Linked DNA regions of Arachis hypogaea: region 2 is linked to region 1. The links are chromatin contacts, called in public Hi-C maps. All regions are on one chromosome and are shown on one strand. Each heading gives the region's core, a stretch centred on a gene start, on an enhancer-like site or on the middle of the called end of the contact. The rest is flanking DNA. Distances are from core to core; before and after follow the strand shown.

Evidence for each region. A called contact is a pair of places that touch in the nucleus more often than the background predicts.
Region 2: a Hi-C map of leaf shows a contact between it and region 1, with 2.3 times the contacts expected there. The contact joins the enhancer-like site here to the promoter of LOC112750084 in region 1. A contact is called at or near these places in 3 of 8 Hi-C or Micro-C datasets (all in leaf).

Annotation. Positions count from the first base shown.
Region 1 is chr15:28,892,442-28,896,824 of arahy.Tifrunner.gnm2.J5K5, forward strand. It overlaps LOC112750084, which reads right to left and starts at 2,144. Exons shown (of 19, transcript XM_072218947.1): 1 at 1,345-2,144; 2 at 678-1,133; 3 at 304-586. The coding sequence starts at 719.
Region 2 is chr15:29,166,728-29,171,182 of arahy.Tifrunner.gnm2.J5K5, forward strand. No RefSeq gene overlaps it. Among protein-coding and RNA genes, the nearest start is that of LOC112748197, 7.9 kb to the right of the region's middle. Within about 2 kb of position 2,819, at least 3 of the 3 cell types and tissues checked have open chromatin away from gene starts, as enhancers often do.

The DNA.
Region 1 (4,383 bases), core at 894-3,393:
GTATATGTTTCGGAAATGTTACGAAATAAGCAAAGTACTTTTTGATATATACGTTACCCTTACCCTTACCCTTTCCTTTACCTTACCCTATGATTCTTTCGTCTTTCTTTTTTCCCTCCAAAAACAAATGTCAATTCCATAGGTTGTAAGGACAATGTGTCATATAATTGTAGAAGCAACAATATGAACTCACCAAGACTCACCAAATTACAATAGAAAGAAAAAATGCACCCAAAAATAAATAAAAAATAAAAACAACAACTACAACAACAAAGGAATAAATGGAAACTATGTAAGGGATACCAAAAGAGATGGCGAAAATCAATCCAAATGGAGCAACAAAGTCAGCAACTCGTTTCAGAGGGGCAATTGGCGCCGCGGTGGCCTGAGACCGGCGGTAGACCCTGCGAGAACCGGTGGAACGAGCCGGAGTTCCTTCCACGCTGGAAGAGGCCTTAACGACGAAGCATCCAAACCGCGCTCTGGAGGCTGCACGCGTTCTCCAAATCGGAAGCAGTGTGAGCTTGCCCAAACCGGCTGCAGTCAGCGGCAGCGATTGCAGTCGGCGGTGGCGGCAGCGACGAACCTGCATATAGAAAGAGCGAAAGCGTTAGGGTTTTGTAGAATATGAGGAAGAAGAAACGGTAAGTTATGGTAGTTAGAGAGTTAGTTATTACTTGAGGGTGAGAGTAGAGAGAGAGAGTGGAAGTGAAGGCCATAAGTAGGAGGATTATGAGAAATGAAGAAGCATAGATTCGACGCAGTGATTATTGATTTCACCGGAGAGGCTTTGCTTGGTGGAAGTGGAAGTGAGAGAACTGAAAAGTGCAGAGAAAAAAAAGGAAGAGTGGGAAGAAGGTAGCTTGGTAGCTAGTATTAGTAAGATATCAGTTATCAGTGTCGTCGTTCTCTCCAATTTCCATTATAAACTACGGCTATACCAGTAAGTGAGATTGAAAAGCGTTGGTGGTTTGGGCTTTATGGGGCGATTCGGCCTGACTCGAGTCCAAGATAAGTGGGCTCAACCAGGTCTATTTTCATGGTTTATGAAAATTGGCCCAGGCATCCATTTAGCCTCATGAGGGGCGGTTACGTCGGGGGAGGACACTCCAGATCACATACTCCAGATGATGCTGCAGGAAGAAACAACAATCAGATACTCAAAGCGGGGAAGAAAGTAAGGGTAGAAGTAGAGGGACAAGAATATATAGGCAACCACGACTCAACCCTCACACCAAGAGAAGAGGAATGGATGGTAGAGACTGAAGAAGATAGAGTGAAGGGGAAAAAAAGGGGTCATTCAGCGATATGGTGAGAAAGGGTAGAATCCAAGTAGAAACTGACAAGAAAGAACGTAGCAGGCAAACCACAATACAGATGGAGACCACGGAAGGAGGGGTAGCTCCGTCCTCAGGCGGATTCCCGGACCGTTTCTCAGGAGATGGTCTTAGCCCAAGGTGGGGGTCATGCTTCACCTGGCCTGAGGAGCGGGTGGTCGTGGTTCCGGTCGTTGAAGTGAGTCGGAAGCCGAGGAGGTCAGCAGATGGTAGCAGTGGTGAGAACTTGGAGGAGGAGGGACCGGTCCCGTCAGTGATGGATCGGGGATTTGATGCTCCGGCCTTTATTGACCAGTACCTCCTCCTGAGTACCGAGGAGTACTTCGACTGTGACGTCGCTGGTCAAACGAGGTCGTCATATCGAGCTCTTCTCTGTATTGCCGTTATCGTTCGCAAGGCGGAGCCGGTGTTGGCTCAGGTAGGTCTTCTCGATAGCAAGATTCGCCAATCTCAGGCGAAGGTCGGGAAGATGAAGGGGGAGTTGGAGGTGGCGGAGGCCATTCGGCTAAAGGCAGCGAAAGATGCCGAGAATGCTAGTGTTGAGCTTCTCCGTCTTTCCGGAGTTGAAACTTCTCTCCTCACTCAGCTTGCTAGTGAGCGTAAGCGCTCCTCCGATGCTGAGTCCAAAGCCACCGTGTTATTGTCTAAAGCGGAGGCTTTGAAGGCCAAGGTGGCGAAGTTGAAGAAGGAGAAAGGGGATCTATATTGGAAGATGTTAAGGGCACAATCTCGGCTGCCGAAGAGATTATGAGGGCCCAAGTCCTGGTCCTTGCTCCGGGTATAGACGTCTCCGTAAAAAGGGCGTTCAAGACTATTAAGGATGGTCAGATTGTAAATTTATAGTGAATTTTCTTTTGTAATATTTCTTTAAGTTTGTAGGCCGTTTTCATGACACTATTTTGTAGCCGTTTGTTTGGCTATGACTTTGCTCGTTTATTGATATGGAGCTGTTTTGGCATTTTACTTGTTATGAATATTTTGAGATTTCTTGGTGGACCGTTTGTAGGTAATGGGCCTCTTTATGGGATGTGTTAGTTTTTATTTATGTCGTGGATATTCGTATTTTTTGGATTCGGGAGTGATCGGTCCCTGGGTGTAGCCGTGTTTTAGTTCGTGCCATTTGGTTGGGGCAAAACGTCGGAAAATTGTTTAAAAGAAATTTTATTTAAAATTTGGGCCTCATTAAAACCTCCCGATGTCCGTAGGAAAGAGTACCCAAAAAAAAAAAACATAGTAAGTGAACTTAAACAATGAAAAAGAGGAAACAGCAAAAAAAAAAAGAAAAATCGAATAAAGATAATCTAAACAACCTCGATCTCCTCGTTTGGGAGGATGCTTCTACGTGTAGTAGCGCTACAAGTTGGTGGCATTCTAGGATCTCGGGAGTTTGGTCCCATCTAATCGCCTGAGTTTGTAAGCTCCTTTCCTGATTACCGCTCTGATCCGTTAAGGGCCCTCCCAATTGGGCGTGAGCTTCCCTTCTCCGGGGGTGGGGAGACCGATGTCGTTTCACCGTAAGACGAGTTCTCCCGCTCCGAAGTCCCGTCGCACCGTACTGCGATTGTATCTTAGGCTTATCCTCTACTTTAGGACTAGCTCCCGTAGGTGTGCTATGCTCTTGACCCCATCCGTGAACTCCCGTTCTACTTCCTCGTCGTGTCCTCCCATGGTTCTTCGTGGCTGCGTTCCCAAATTTCTACCAGAATGATGGCCTCTAGGCCGTACGTTAGCCGAAAGGGGATCTCTCTGGTTGAGGCTTGAGGGGAGGTCCAGTACGACCAAAGGATGGATCCAAGCTCGTCAATCCGATAGTCCTTTAGCCTTGTCTAGCCGATTCTTGATTCCTTTCACTATTATTTTGTTGGCCGCTTCTACTTACCTGTTTGTCTATGGATGCTCTACCGAGCTGAACCGTTGGGAGATGTCGACTCTTTCCAGGAATTCTTTGAACCGTTTGTTCGCAAATTGGGTCCCATTGTCTGAGATTAAGATTTCTAGGATTCCAAATCGGGTTATGACGTGTCTCCAGAAGAACTTTCGGCACTGGGTGGCCGTGATGGAGGCCAAGGGCTCGGCCTCGATCCACTTAGTGTAGTAGTCGATGACAACGATGAGGTATCGGAGAAGTCAAGGAGCCGTGGGGAAGGGACCAACAAGAACGATTCCCTAGGTTCCGAAAGGCTGATCTGCCGCTATGATACTGAGTTGATGCGGGGCGGCCTGGTGGAAGTCAGCATGGATTTGGCACTTGTCGCAATTTTTGACTAGTTGGAGGGAGTCCTTAATAATGGAGGGCCAAAAGTATCATGCTCATATAACCTTTTGGGCCAGGGTCTTCCCTCCCACATGGTGGCCGTAACACCTTTCTTGGATTTTACGGAGTATGTAGTCCGTGTCGCCGGGTTCAATGCACTTGAGGAGGGGCTAAGAGAGTCCGCGCTTGTTTAATTGCCCTGCTATTGTGGTGTAGCTCGTGGCTTCCCGTTTCAAGCATTTCGCTTCCTTGGAATCTTCGGGTAATGTCCCGTTCATGAGGTATTGGAGAATTGGGAAGGTCCAAGAGTGCTGGCTCGTGACCGGGAGGTCGACTGAGGTTGTGACTAAGACGAACGGTGTTTTGATGACCTCTTGAATTAGTGACCGGTTTTCCGGGATTGGTTTGGTGCTTGCTAGTTTTGAGAGTAAGTCTGCCCTTGCATTCTGTTCCCTGGGATTGTGTTGGACGGTTACTCTGCCGAACTCGGCCGTCAATTCTTTTACTTTGGCTAGGTATTGCTATAGCAGGGGGTCCCGTATTTGGTAGCCTCCGTTAATTTGGGTGCTGACCACCTGGGAGACGCTGTAGACTGCTACCACTTTTGCGCCGACTTCTTTGGCTAATGTTAGTCTGGCTAGGAGGACTTCATATTCGGCTTGATTGTTAGATATCGGGAATTCATGTCAAATGGATTGTTCTATGGCGATTCCGTTCTTGTTTTCTAGTATTATTCCTGCTCCTCTTGAGCTGGTGTTCGACGAGCCATCAACACGGAGTTTCCAGGTTTCT
Region 2 (4,455 bases), core at 1,569-4,068, 270 kb after region 1:
GATTAAGATCTAGCGTTTATTATTTAAGATTTAAATTTAATATTTAATATTTAAAATTTAAATTAAAAAATTAATTTTTTTAAAAATATTACTTAATCTTAATTAAAAAATAATTGATGATTTTTTACGAAAATTATCTTTAATATTGAGTTGATAATAGTGATTTTTAAGATTATTGACTAATGTTGGGATGCAATATCAAATATGGTGCCATTTGATTTAGGGTACAAAAATAAAACTTTTTTTATTTTTGTTTCAAAAAGTAAAAAAAAATATAAGATAAAGAAATTAGATAATTTTATTTCTGTTTTAAAAAAATTAAAAAATAAAAATTTTAAAATCAGATTTTCAATTTTAATTTTTTTTACAATTTTAAAAAATACTAAAATTTATAATATTAAGATATATCACTCAATTCACACTTATAAAAAAAATATTTTTTTTACCTGAACTCCATTACATCATGTTTTCCCTAAACTATAAAGATAGTACATAGCATTTGAATACCTTTCAACCTAGCTAGGTTGTTTTTATTATTATTATTTTCTTGTTTGTTTGTTTAGGAGACAGGTGTGCTATTGACATGAAAAAATATAATGTTTTTTGCCTTGAAAGATTAGAGAAATTATTATTGAGAGAAGGCTACTTGCTACCTAATAAAGAAACACTAAATATACGTATTATTTCCTTGTTTCACCTCTTCATATATAGATATCACATCAAAGGGGTGGAGAATGATGCAACACCTTTAAATTAAATATATTTGATATTTGATCATATATATTATAAATTTGTAAAGAAAAGAAATGACAAATTAAATGACGCATTTTTTTTAAATTTTAATTTTCTTGATGAAGAATTGAAGATAACGTGTGAATTATTAACGCTGAAAAACCATGTTCTTTGCTCCCCGGTTCCCTTGCTGAGAACGAAATTCGGAGTTGAAATTATTACAATGCAAGTTGAGAGTAGAGACATATAATTTAATCATTTTTATATTCTTTCTCTTGTACTTAGGAGACAATGTAGCTTCCATGATATGCATATGCTTGCTGTACTCTTTATATACTCCATTATTTGTTCTTACTACTTCATGGATGAAGAAATACATGCAAAAAGGCAATAAGTCTTAACATTTTAAAATAATTTTTTTTAGTTACAAAAATTCTTGTATTTTGTGACAAATAAATACTTTATTATAAATAATATTGAATTTTGTGACAAATTAATTTTTTGTTACAAAATAATTGGAGTTTTTGAAACAAACGAATATTTTCTTATAAAATATTTTAAACTTTTGTAACAACTTTATCTTTTGTTACAAAATATTATAAAATTTTATAACAAAAACACTGATTGTTACAAAAGCTAATATAATTTGTAACAAACAAATCAAATCGTTACAAAATAACAAAACGTTTTGTAACAAATTATATTGTTATTACAAAACATTATTATTATATAACAATGATTAAGTTTTGTTAAAAAAAAAATAATTTTTGTTACATTTCTTGTAGTGGTATAACATTTTTACCATGATTAACTGTAACGAAACCATTTAGAATTTAAGATATTAGATATCGAAATATATGAATGAATATATATGTATTTAATATGTATTTTTATATAATTTTTTTTAACCCGTGGAAGTAAAATTCAGCTAATAGAAATAACTAGGTAAATTGAAGTATAACTGAGTGAAATGTCTAAAGTTAGTTATTTTGCTATTGCTAACTAAAATTAGTTACTAAAACTAGATATTTTAAGTGTGAGCTAAGTTAACCTGAATTTATTAATTTAAATTAGTTGTTCACGTTATAATCTGTTGTGTATAGATTTTACTATTAGTTTAGTGTGGTGTACTTCACTAGACTAAGCAACAGAGGAAGATAAAGAGTGAATGAGTTAATACTATAATTACTTAAATAGCTATATCATTAATTGTATAGTGTCAACATTGAAAAAAAAAAGTGCCACATGTTAATTTTTATTAACAGAAATGGAGCTTCATTGGCAAAAAGGTGGAAGTGATTTCGTGTACATTTGATAGATAATTTTATTCTTCGTGTGATCTTTTGTGTATTTATGTTCATTTTTTCTTAAAGTAAATGCTAATAAAAACGAAGCGTATTATCAGAAAAATAAAAAAGAAGACATGTTTTACCATAGTGAAGACACAAGAGGATTATGTGGATGTTGTATAAGAAAATTTGAAACTGCATAATTGTGGTTTATAATAACGAAAAGTTTTTGCTTTTATGTGATAAAAAATCATGGTTCAGAACTATAAAAAATGAGGTTTACTTTTGAAACCAAAATCGTGGTTCATAACCACGAAAATGAACTATTTTTCTTAGTTTTTTTTTTTTTTTGGTTCAAAAGTCGGTTTTAAAATCACAATAAGAGATTTAATTTTAGACCACCTTTTTTACTTAGTAAGGAGTGTTGTACTTCTTGTTTTGGTATAATAGAGGGTTGAACTAGGAGTACAGGAGAAAAAAAATTTTAGCCTAAGAATTTAAATCATTTGAGCTAACTCTAATTGGATGAGAATTTAGAATTTATGTTTAAAATTCAAGTTAGAGTGTTTTTTTTTTGTTTAAGATAATATTTATCTTATTTTTTTTTTTTTTTTAAAGTTAGGAGTGAACCTCAAATCTAAATGAAGATAAAAAAACTATACTATTTGAATTATAACTTGTTATTATTTAATTCTTGGTCTTTGTATTTATTTTATTTTAGCAACGTAAAGGTCCCTCCGTGCATCATAGAATCATAGGAGGAGGGTAATACTAATGTTAGTGGGCTTACAGTAGCTCTCACGAATTGTCATTGTTTTTGCCTCTTTTTTACATTTTAAAACAAAAATGATGTCATAACAAGAATAAGCCCATTTACTTCAAAAATGTAATCGGACATCTTTGGAGATGTTTTGGACTTAGAAATATAACAGGTTTTTTTTTGTCATAGGAAATATAACAGTTTAGTTTTTTTTTCTTTCCCTTGGGCTTCGGCCTCTCACGATAACTGTATAATAAATGTCGGTGTCCAAAAACAAAAAAAAAAAAACACATATAAATGTCATCCCAAAACAACTATAATTTTTTAATCCGGATAAATTTAGTTGGGGATAAAAAATTAAAATGAAGTATACATTTTTATGTATAAATTTACTCTTATATTAATTTATTCATGCAAAATTTCATCCTAGTTTTACTCCTAATCAAATATATCCAAAGTTTTTAATTTATAAATTATAAGTTAAAAGACTCCTTTCCCCATTACCTCCCCTCTCCAACGGAAAAATAAATAAATAAAAAGAAAAAAAGTTAACCGTAAGTGAATATATGAACCCAGCCTAAAAATAAAGTGCAATTAGATAATCAATTTTTTTTTGTTAGTATCAATTAATTTAATTACTTTTCTATTTTAAATTCTAAATCTTAAAATTTAAGTCTTAAATCATAAATAGTAAATCCTGAATTCTAATTCTAATACTTAAATCTTCAAAAAAAAAAAAATGAAGGTTAAAAACATTTTTTTATAACAAAAATTTAATTAATATTAACCAATTAAAAGTTGATCCCTATACCTATTCTTTCTTAGAATAATAATAGTTTTTTCCCTCATAATTTGTTACATACAGAAAAAGCTCAAGACCCTTAAGTGAAGAGAATGAATGATTATTTTGTACATGTCTCACGTGTTATTTCTTAAATTTAATTATTTTAAAGCTTACTTTTATATTTTATTAAAATAATTTATATAATAATAAGCTTGATAATTTAAATAAAACTAATTCAGGATTTATATAATAACAATTTAAAAAATGAATTCAGCAACTCATTTATTAGCAACAAACCTTTAAATAAAACTCATATCCATAACAAATTAGTTTTTAATTTGTGAGACTAAGAGATACAGTAGACAATTAAAAAATAACTACACTTATATAAAACTAGTACAAATTATCAAAAAATAATAGTACACGTACACTTCAACCTTTTATAACTTTTATTGTATTTCAACATTTACATATAAAATTAACTGAAATTGAGATCCAGCAAGAAAGCTATTAATAAAAAGTAATAAATGAGAAATCCTGTCTTATTACTTTGCATCGAGTGATATATATTATATTATATTATATTATATTCTTTCTATATAGAGGAATCAAAGCTGAGACTGAATTGGTCAATTCAATGTGTGTGTACATATTAATTATATTTATATATAATAATAACCTGAAACATATATCCACACCAATACCCAAGAAAACTAAGGTTGTGAATTGCGTATCGGAAATTAAATATATGATCATACTAAAAATAATGACAATGATTACTCAAGTGCATGCATTAATGCATATGCGTACCACACGTAACACAATTAAATATAGTTTGCTTATATTCTGTAATATTATCGATTCATTATTGGAATAAATAATGAAAATGA